2 separate regions of the Zea mays genome follow, and region 1 is linked to region 2. A link is a contact called in public Hi-C data. All regions are on one chromosome and are shown on one strand. The core of a region is the stretch at or near the end of the contact, and the rest is flanking DNA. Distances in the headings are between cores, read along the strand shown.

Region 1 (5,220 bases), core at 434-2,933, 110 kb after region 2:
AGTATGTAGGACATAATAGGTCAGAAGACACTTGCGTTCACCAGGTTGTTGCTCAGGGAGGTCTCCAGCAACACACTCATGAACCTCGGACTGCTCGTTGTCTAAATAAAGCGAGCATGCATTCAATACATTTGGAAAGCACAAATGAACAGCACACCAAACATGTACAAACATTATAATACATCTTAAAAGGCACAATACTAAATAAAGAATAATTAGATCAAAGTATAGCATGAACTAATTTCATTTAGAAATAGATTATTCTTTAAGTGTTGTCCATATTTACATAACCTAGTTCAATTTATTTTATTGTGACCTAAAAGTTAGACCAGAGATGAATTCATGTAATATACATTATTAATCTCACAAGATTAAACATGCTTTTAATCTCTAGGGTTTTCCCCTTTTTATTTTTTTAAATAAACAAATCTATACATATACTAGTTCATAGTTAACCATAAAATTAGAATGTACATAATGTAAATGTAACTAATTTATTTAAACAGAGAATAATCCTATGAACATTTTACAATTTGAATCACTAAATTTGGAGTTCATATGTAAAAGATATGAAATAAACAAGTTTGAAAGTTTGAAATAAAAAATTAAACCATAATTTGTAATTATTTAAAAGGATAGGGTCTATTTGTAATAACTCAGGGGCCTGCGCATAAAGTATAAGGATGGCGGGTTCTATTCGCAGAAAACTGGTAGTATAAGTGCGTTTGGTTCGTGACCTCCACCAAAATGGCAGGGAATATGTTGAAAATGAAATTTGGCAGATAATGTCGGACGGTCCGCAGGTAAGCTTGGACGGTCCGGCTCTCAGACAGTTTGGCTTATTAGTCAGTACTGTTCAGGATTAGATTAGTTTGAGCGTGAGTCCTGATGTGTTGTGAGATCTTTCCTATTTCTTACGATATCTTATTGTACTTCGCTTAGAGTAAGGTACAAACCTCCTTCCCTATAAATATGAAGGGGTATGACTGATTGAGACGCGCACAATCCATAAACCAATCTATTTACATTATTTTATCTTCATGTCTTAGGTCTAGATGTAACATAGCGCTAGTTGTAATTTCCTAATCTCAGTCTTCACCTCTTTTGTGCTTTAGGTGGTTTGTCGATCCCTAAGCAACCCTACGGTCTCTTCTCTCCGATGGGGTCCCTCACAAAAGGCGAGATCTAGGTTTATCCGAGAGCTCTCTCTGTATCATGGACGGTCCGACGCTCTATCGCGGCCCATCCGGCATCCCGTAGAACTGACCCCAGGATTCTGCACGTCGCGTGAAGGTCCTAGGTTCGTTAGTATTTGGCCTAAAAAGATGCCAACATTAGTAAATTTTGAAAACCGCTGGAGACTAAGAGCATGTACAATGGTGTTTAATGTAGATGCCCTTAGGTGTTTAAAGGGGTATTCGCAAAAAACGTGGAGTCGTCTCTCCGCGAAAAGACGAATCTGGCTCGTAACCCAAGTAGCAACAGACGCCTCACTTCACACTGTACGAATTCGTCGTCTGTTCTATCAATATGATGTTGTATAAACTTATTTAATTATATATTTATTAATAGACTACATTTATAAACACTTCATTGTATAATAGAGTATCTTAGTTATATCTTGTTGTTAGAGAACCGTTTTGGTGTCTCTCGACTATACGTGACCTAATGTCCTTAATTAGCATGCAACTAGAGGAGACACCTTGAGCTCGAGATGCGCTAAAGTGCTGTTCCAAAGCACCTAAACTCGATACTTCCGGCAAATCTTGAACTCCAGTCCCTCGAGCTTATGCTATTTTGTACTCGGATCGAAAGACGCGGATTTGAGATTTCAGAGCACTCTCCAGACTTCAGGCCACAGACCACTAGCTTCCCTACTTCAGTCATTCAGCCGGACAGCCGCCAAGGGAGTAGAGTAGAGTAGAGTAGGTCAGCAAGCTCACCCACCCACTCGCCCCCAACTCTCTCAGGTCCCCACACCAATGCGTTTTGGTTTTGCGCCCGCGCGGGAGATAGGGAGCGAGGAGGCGCGAGGAATCCACTTCCTCCACAGCTCTGCTGCGTTGATCTGGTTCTCACCGTGACCGAGGTAATGGGATTTGCCGGTTCGTTTCTGGGGCCGGTACCGAGTTCATTCAGTTTCGAACTTCTGCCATTTTTGCTACTTCGCTACGCTAATGCTGAAGATCAATGGGTGGGGATTCGGGCGCTGGAGATAGGCCAAAGTTGGGTTTGAGGATGGCGGGGACAGATTTTCTTAGTGAAAAACAAACCCATTTCTTCAACAAATGCGCGGACGTCTATCGATGAGATACTTGGATTTCATGCAGGGGTGTGAGTTTCAGGAGGAGGGGTTGACTATTTGGTAGCCCGATTTATTCAAATGTGCAAATGTTTGGGGTTTTATGGGATTAACTGTGCGGTTTTGGTGAACTCTGAATCTCGTTTAAGGACACGAAACCGTATATACTGTGTTTATTGGGGGAAAATAATAGGGTCGTTTTGTTTTACCCAGAGCAAAATGTTGGTCGATGCATAATGTGTAGAGATGGCAATGGGTACCCGAAACCCGAAACCCGATGGGTTTTTACCCCATTAGGGTACGGGTTTGGGTCAATTTTCATACCCATGGGTTTGTTAATGGGCATAAATGTATACCCGACGGGTTCATGGGTACGGGTTTGTTCCTATAGTACCCAAACCCGTGAACCCGTGGGTTTTTTAAACCCGACCAAACCTAGTGCATATTGTCATTTTATTTTATAAACGAACAACAAACTTGTTATCTACCTATTTACTTCCTAATTTTTATCAAATAGTGAATGTATAAGTAGTTGGTGAGAGTGTTGCTTGCTTGCTATTATAGTTATTACTAGTGTTATATATGTGGTGGATGTATAACCTAGTGCAAGGTAACTTGATTATACAACTTATTATTTGTATTTAATTCTCTCTATTAATATTTTTATAACAAATCATGAACTCGTTGTTCATTACATAAATTTTGGACCATGATCTCATTAATCATTACGATACTTATTGATTATAAAAAGAATAAGCATATTGGAGATAAAACCCGCGGGTAACCCGTGGGTACCCGCGAACCCGATGGGTACGGGTTTGGGCAAAATTCCAAACCCGTCATGGGTACGGGTTTTTTAATGGGCGTAAATATTTTTCACGGGTACGGGTTTGGGATAACAAAACCCGACGGGTTTGTACCCGTTGCCATCTCTAATAATGTGTTTCCAGTATTTCTTGTTTGCGTGATGTAGTAGCTTTCCTGCAAGAACTGCTTGCAAGTTGCAACTATTTTCAAGTTTGACCTCTCACTTTTTCCCCTTTATCAAACAGAGAGCTGCAGGTAGTTCCATTAATAGGTAGAACATGGACCTTTTGCTTTGATGTTCCTTACTTATGACTAGCTTATGCGCCATAAAAAAAACTCTTATTGCCTCCCATTTATGACTAGCTTATCAGCTTTGTCCTAAGAAAACATGTGTGAATTTTGGAACTAAGTAGCTAGCTATGTTTGCTGTTTCATTTGCAGTTGCCTCTATAGGGAGCCGTTCTCGGCTAAGAGCTGGTAAGGAAAGCATGAAATCAATCGGTGAAGAAACTGAGAGCACCAGCAGAGAAACAGAAGGAAGCAAGTTTCACAGATTGAAATGCACAGATGAGGGAGAACCGTGCCTTGACAGGATCCCTAATTTCCACTGCAAAAGTTTGCCTTCAAGATATCGAGACACAAACCCAGAAGATGGCATCATGCACAAGCGCGGTTCTATGTACCAGAGTTCCAGAGAGGTTAGCAGACTCAGGAATCTCCAAGGGAGGAGCAAACTAAATTATTCGAGCAATAAAGACACATTTATGTCCTTTGAGGTTGCCAATTTGTCCTCTCGGCCTAGCACAAGTGGTGCTTGCTCCTTTCCACTGCGGAGCAATTCATGCAACACAAGGTCTTCTATGGGGACAAACCATAGAATTCATCAAGCTTCCAGGGAGGTTATGAGGTTTTCACTCCATGAGATTCCTGAGGATGATTTGACACTCGAGAGACCACGCAGGGACTGCAATTTGTTGAAAATTGATGCAGTAGACAGTTTCCTGGAGAAAGCGCTTGAAGAAGATACCACCAATGGTTCATGCACAAATGCAACCCCTCATTGGCCAGAAGACAGTTGTAGCAAAGTTGGAGGATCATATTGCCAACAGCCAGTTGGTTTTTGTCCTGATGAAAGAGATGTAGTTAATTTGCCCAAGTCCTTGTCAACGAAGGTGGGTGTTTTTGATGCTACCTGCCCATCAGAGTGTGTTGGCAACAAAAAGATTCGTTCTAGTCCATTCAAGAAAATTCTTGATCCTATCATGAAGTCGAAGTCTCAACGGAACCCTTCTCTGCTGGAAACAGAAGATTCAAAATCTAGTAGTATTCCATTTGGAGGAAAAGGCAGGGTATTACGCAAATCTTTATTAAGTGATATCTCAAGGGCTGAGCAAAGACTTGCACCTGATTGCCAGACAGATGGGGAAGCCCAGAAATTGACCGTTACTTCATCGCCAACTCATCTTCATGCTGTTATTAAATTGGACCCAAATAATGGTGCTTTCGGTTTCGCGTTTAGTACAAAAGGTCCAGAAGAGTTAATATATGTTAATACATGGAAAGCTGGGGATGAACTGAATTGGATTTACACTTTTCATAGCAGTGGCAAGCAAACAAGCACTGTGGGAAGAACCTCAAAGGACAGGCATGGGTGTCTACCTCCAATTGTAGGCCAGATGCATGTGTCTTCCTTTTTGTACTCTAGCGTTGGAGAAGATGGTATTTTAAAGACCTCAGCCACCACTGAATTTGTTTTGTATGACATTGCTCATGCAAGACGGAGTTCTGCTGTTGAGAGAATTCAATGTACAGATGCCATTCGACCATCATTCTGCAATGCTGTCAATAATTCAATGTCTGGACATACCAGAAATGATCTGGTGCAAAGACAAAATACTACAAGGATTGACTCAGATCTATCAACATCTTGTCTCTGGTCTCGAGAAGATCTTCATCCTCATTTGGAGGTTGCTGCCATTGTAATCCAGGCACCACTTCATAAAACGAAGTCCAAAGAATTGAAAGCTGGATCGTCACCTGGTACTATCAAAGCGGTTACAGCAGGTGGTGCACATGGGTTACCAAGGGATGATGAGGCAAGCCCATCACCA
Region 2 (4,625 bases), core at 1,687-4,186:
ATAAAAAGACCAAGAAAAGGGTTCAACAAAGAGAGCAAGGGATAACCGAAGTGCTCCCTGGTCTGGCGCATCGGACTGTCCGGTGTGCCACCGGACAGTGTCCGGTGCACCAGGGAACTCCAAGACAAACTCAACACCTTCAAGAATTCTCTGAGGCGCTCCGCTATAATTCACCGGACAGTGTCCGATGCCCCAGGGGAGAGCGACTCTGAACTCGCCAGCTTCGGATTTCCGCTCCGCTAAAATTCACTGGACATGTTCGGTGCACACCGGACTGTCCGGTGAGCCAACGGAGCAACGACTACTTCGCGCGCAATGGTCGACTGCAATGCATTAAATGCGCGCCTGTGCGCGTAGAGGAGTAGAGCACGAGTGGGTGGCACACCGGACAGTCTACAGGACTTGTCCGGTGCACCACCGGACAGCCAGGCGGGCCCACACGTCAGAGCTCCAACGGTCAGAACCCAACGGCCTGGTGACGTGGCTGGCGCACCGGACTGTCCGGTGTGCCATGCGACAGCAGCCTCCACCAAACGGCTAGTTTGGTGGTTGGGGCTATAAATACCCAAACCACCCCCACATTCAAGTCATCCAAGTTTTTTACCTTCCAACTACTTACAAGAGCTCTAGCATTCAATTCTAGACACACCCAAGTGATCAAATCCTCTCCCAATTCCACACAAAGCTTTAGTGATAAGTGAGAGAGATTTGTTGTGTTCTTTTGAGCTCTTGCGCTTGGATTGCTTCGTTCTTTCGTTCTTTCTTGCGATCATCTCATTTGTAAGCAAGGCAAGAGACACCAATTGTGTGGTGGTCCTTGCGGGAAGTTTGATTCCCAATTGATTTGAGAAGAGAAGCTCACTCGGTCCGAGGGACCGTTTGAGAGAGGGAAAGGTTTGAAAGAGACCCGGTCTTTGTGACCACCTCAACGGGGAGTAGGTTTGCAAGAACCGAACCTCGGTAAAACAAATCCGCGTGTCATACTCTTTATTCGCTTGCGGTTTGTTTGTTTTGCACCCTCTCTCTCGGACTCGATTATATTTCTAACGCTAACCCGACTTGTAGTTGTGATTAAGTTGTTAAAGTTCAGATTCGCCCTATTCACCCCCCTCTAGGCGACTTTCAACTAGCTCTTGTATTGAATGTGAAGTCTAAAAAACTTGGATGCCTTGAAGTGTGGTGGTTGGGGGGTATTTATAGCCCCAACCACCAAAGTGGTCATTGGGAGGCTGTCTGTCGATGGGCGCACCAGACAGTCCGGTGCGCCAACCATGTCACCCAACCGTTAGGGTTCGACCGTTGGAGCTCTGACAGATGGGGCCACCGGACAGTCCGGTGCGCCAACCATGTCACCCAACCGTTAGGGTTCGACCGTTGGAGCTCTGACAGATGGGGCCACCGGACAGTCCGGTGGTGCACCGGACAGTCACTGTTCACTGTCCGGTGTGCCTTCTGGCGCCTGCTCTGACTCTACGCGCGCTGTCCACGCACTGTTCACGCACTGTTCACTTTTTGCAGACGACCGTTGGCTCAGTAGCCATTGCTCCGCTTGGCACACCAGACAGTCCGGTGGCACAACGGACAGTCCGGTGAATTATAGCGGAGTGACTTTTCTAGAAACCCGAAGCTGAGCAGTTCGGAGTGTATCTCCCTGGTGCATCGAACACTGTCCGGTGGTGCACCGGACAGTCCGGTGCGCCAGACTAGGGCAGCCATCGGTTGGTTTTGCTCCTTTCTTTTTTGGACCCTAACTTGGACTTTTTATTGGTTTGTGTTGAACCTTTGGCACCTGTAGAACTTATAATCTAGAGCAAACTAGTTAGTCCAATTGTTTGTGTTGGGCAATTCAACCACCAAAATTATTTAGGAAAAGGTTTTACCCTATTTCCCTTTCATCTTGCTAAATCCAAAACATGTTCACCATTTGAGATTGGCACCTAGCATGTGTAGGATGTGTTTGAAATCCTTTGTGTTGTCACTAGTATGCTAGGTGTCTGTCTCATGCTATGAGTCATTCATTGTCTTGAATCATAAACTATGTGCTTAAAATCAAAATCAAGATAAGTGAACAATTCATAGAGATCAAGATGGGTTTGCATTAGTCCCCACCTCTGTGTATCGAGGCTGCTTCCATTTGCACATTTGGATGAACTTGAGCAGGGTAGTGGATGATCGAAACCAGTGTTTTCAGCTTTTGATTACTTTTCTGCATAGGCTACACCTGGTTGAAAAGTTAGACAATGATAGTGCTTACAACCTCTTGCGCTCACATGCTTTTAAGTGAAACATGTAATATGCTACAAAATCCGATAAATCTTGAAAATTTCAACTGATATCTTTTTTAGATATGTTTATAGCATAATGAGTGATCGATGTTTGGGGTAACTCACCTGGTTTACCTTGACTTGCACTTAGTTGATTTCCAGCTTACTATATGCCTACTTTTGTCTTTAGTGGTGAACTTCTCTTTTGAATTGCTTAAAACTGAATCAAAATGCTTACACTTCACATATCTTGTGCATATGATTAGTTTGAATGTTTGTTAGTGTAAACCCTAAAATATGGTTTTAAGGAAGTCAAGTAAGTTCCTTTGATATTGATGAGTTAACATTAGAATTTATGCTAGTATGTGAGTTATTATTAAAGCACATTCTTCTAAATAAATAAATGAATAAATATTATTTGCATATCATGTTGGGTCTCCTTGATTGTTTCATTTTGAACTAAACTAGAAGTTTGAGATTAAAACTGGATGTAAAAAGTTAAACTTGAAATTCAAATTGAAATCAGAAAATGAAAATAGAAAAAGAAAGAATGAACAAACCTACTCCTAGGTCGTTTCTCAAGCCAGCCCAAACTTCTTACTATCCCCTCACGTATCCACGGCCTAGCCTACCTCCATGCTAGTCGGCGCACTACCGCAATCCCATAGCCTAGCCACACCCCGGCTCCAACTCTTATGGCCCGCTTCCGGTTTCATCCTGCATGGGCCCTCTACCACTATAGTGTGGACCCATTGCATAGCGACATTCCCTTGGCGCTCCTAATCGCTCTGGCCAACATGTGGGACCTCCCTGTCTTGCATATCTTTTTCGTGTGATCATAACCAAATGTCGGGGTATCCACCCAGGATCTTGGTCTCATGCTTCAACGTCAGTGTAGCAAACTCTAACCACGCTGGCATACAAATGCGAGCCTACCCCGTGCCCTCGACCATCCAGCCATGAACCCAAATTACTGTGAGCCCCACCACCGAGGAGAGGCAGAAAGAGAAGGGTTTTGTCGCTGCTATTGATTCGACCACATACCACCGGCGAAATCCTAGTGCCAAGCCTTGAAGCATCGCGGGAGCGTGTGCAATCCGCTCGGCGCCCAATCAAACCGGAGCATGGGCGGAGCTAGTGCCGATTGCTCACTAGAACAATTCGGACACAATGAACCCACACAGCGCCGTGGTCGGCCTACCCTACAGCTGCTAGTTTCGGTAAGACTCTTTCCTTGTGTTTGCCTCGTCTCTATTGTTGTGTACACCGAGTTCGGATCGGATTGGGGCATTGAGATGCCTGTAATAGCTCACTAGGGCGGGTATTGTGTTCCCAATCTGCCCTATGTCGTCGTCAGGGCAAACTAACACAAACCATGTGGGAGAGTCCCCTGGACTACTTCGCTATTTCCGTAGCATCACGTATCATCGCTCGATTGATAGTTTGGGTGCCTGTGTCCAAGTTTGATGTACCATGGCCATGCTGTCGCCGCAGCTGGCAGATCACCATCGCTCCGGGCTGGCACGAGGAGGGTGATACCCTAGCCGCTGATCGGCTAGCGGGCGGTGATTATTGGATTGTGGAATATCGGTTCGGGTCTTGTTTCTGGATCGTTGATCTTTGAACGTGCAGTCCTAAGCACTCCTCGTATGCGTGGCAAGTTCTTAGCATGGATATGTGTTCCGGTTCGCGATCAAATCTAGGTTGTTGGTGCTTGATCGGGTGGCCTATAACGCTCCTAGTTATGCAGGCCGTGTCTATTTAATGAAAGAGCCCCTGAATTTTATTAGTATCAAACCACAATTCACCCATGTATAGGAATCGTCACAAAAAGGTCCATGTTTTTGTCAAATGAACCTTGAACTTTCCAATAATAGAAGTTGTTGTCCACTTTTCGTATTAAAATAAATAAATAAATAAATAAATAAATAGGAAATTGTGAAAAAAAACCTGAGAAACATTTTAAGTGAATTATTAATATAAAATGACTTAGAAAACTTAGAAAACCCATATCTAATTCACTTTAACTCCGACTTTAGTGGTTCTCAAACCTACGGCTTTATAACAACGTGTAGAATAATGTTATGCAGATTGTTCTCATGTTTGGTGTGATGTTAATATTGCTCCTATATTGTTGTTTGTATCGATACGAGTGGAAAAGCAAGTCACTGAGGAACCCGAAGCACATCAGGTGTAAGATTCTAAGTAGGAGCTCGTTGAAGGCAAGTTATGTCATTGATCACATTCTTTTACCTAATAATGTTCTATTAATAACTGTGACACATTTTGGTTAAGCTAATGAGACCTAATAGGTTACCTTGTTTTGTTTACCCTACACCTTGCAAACAAATGAATTATTGG

What was found. A called contact is a pair of places that touch in the nucleus more often than the background predicts.
Region 1: a contact with region 2 is called in a Hi-C map of tassel, with 4 times the contacts expected there. The contact joins the promoter of LOC118476023 here to the enhancer-like site in region 2. A contact is called at or near these places in 7 of 25 Hi-C or Micro-C datasets (ear, leaf, tassel and 1 more).

Annotation. Positions count from the first base shown.
Region 1 is chr1:89,479,029-89,484,248 of Zm-B73-REFERENCE-NAM-5.0, forward strand. It overlaps LOC118476023, which reads left to right and starts at 1,684. Exons shown (of 3, transcript XM_035964048.1): 1 at 1,684-2,089; 2 at 3,551-5,220. The coding sequence starts at 3,598.
Region 2 is chr1:89,366,130-89,370,754 of Zm-B73-REFERENCE-NAM-5.0, forward strand. No RefSeq gene overlaps it. Among protein-coding and RNA genes, the nearest start is that of LOC100276790, 93 kb to the left of the region's middle. Within about 2 kb of position 2,937, at least 17 of the 20 cell types and tissues checked have an H3K27ac peak or open chromatin away from gene starts, as enhancers often do. A contact at or near this core is called in ear, leaf and tassel, where this site is marked.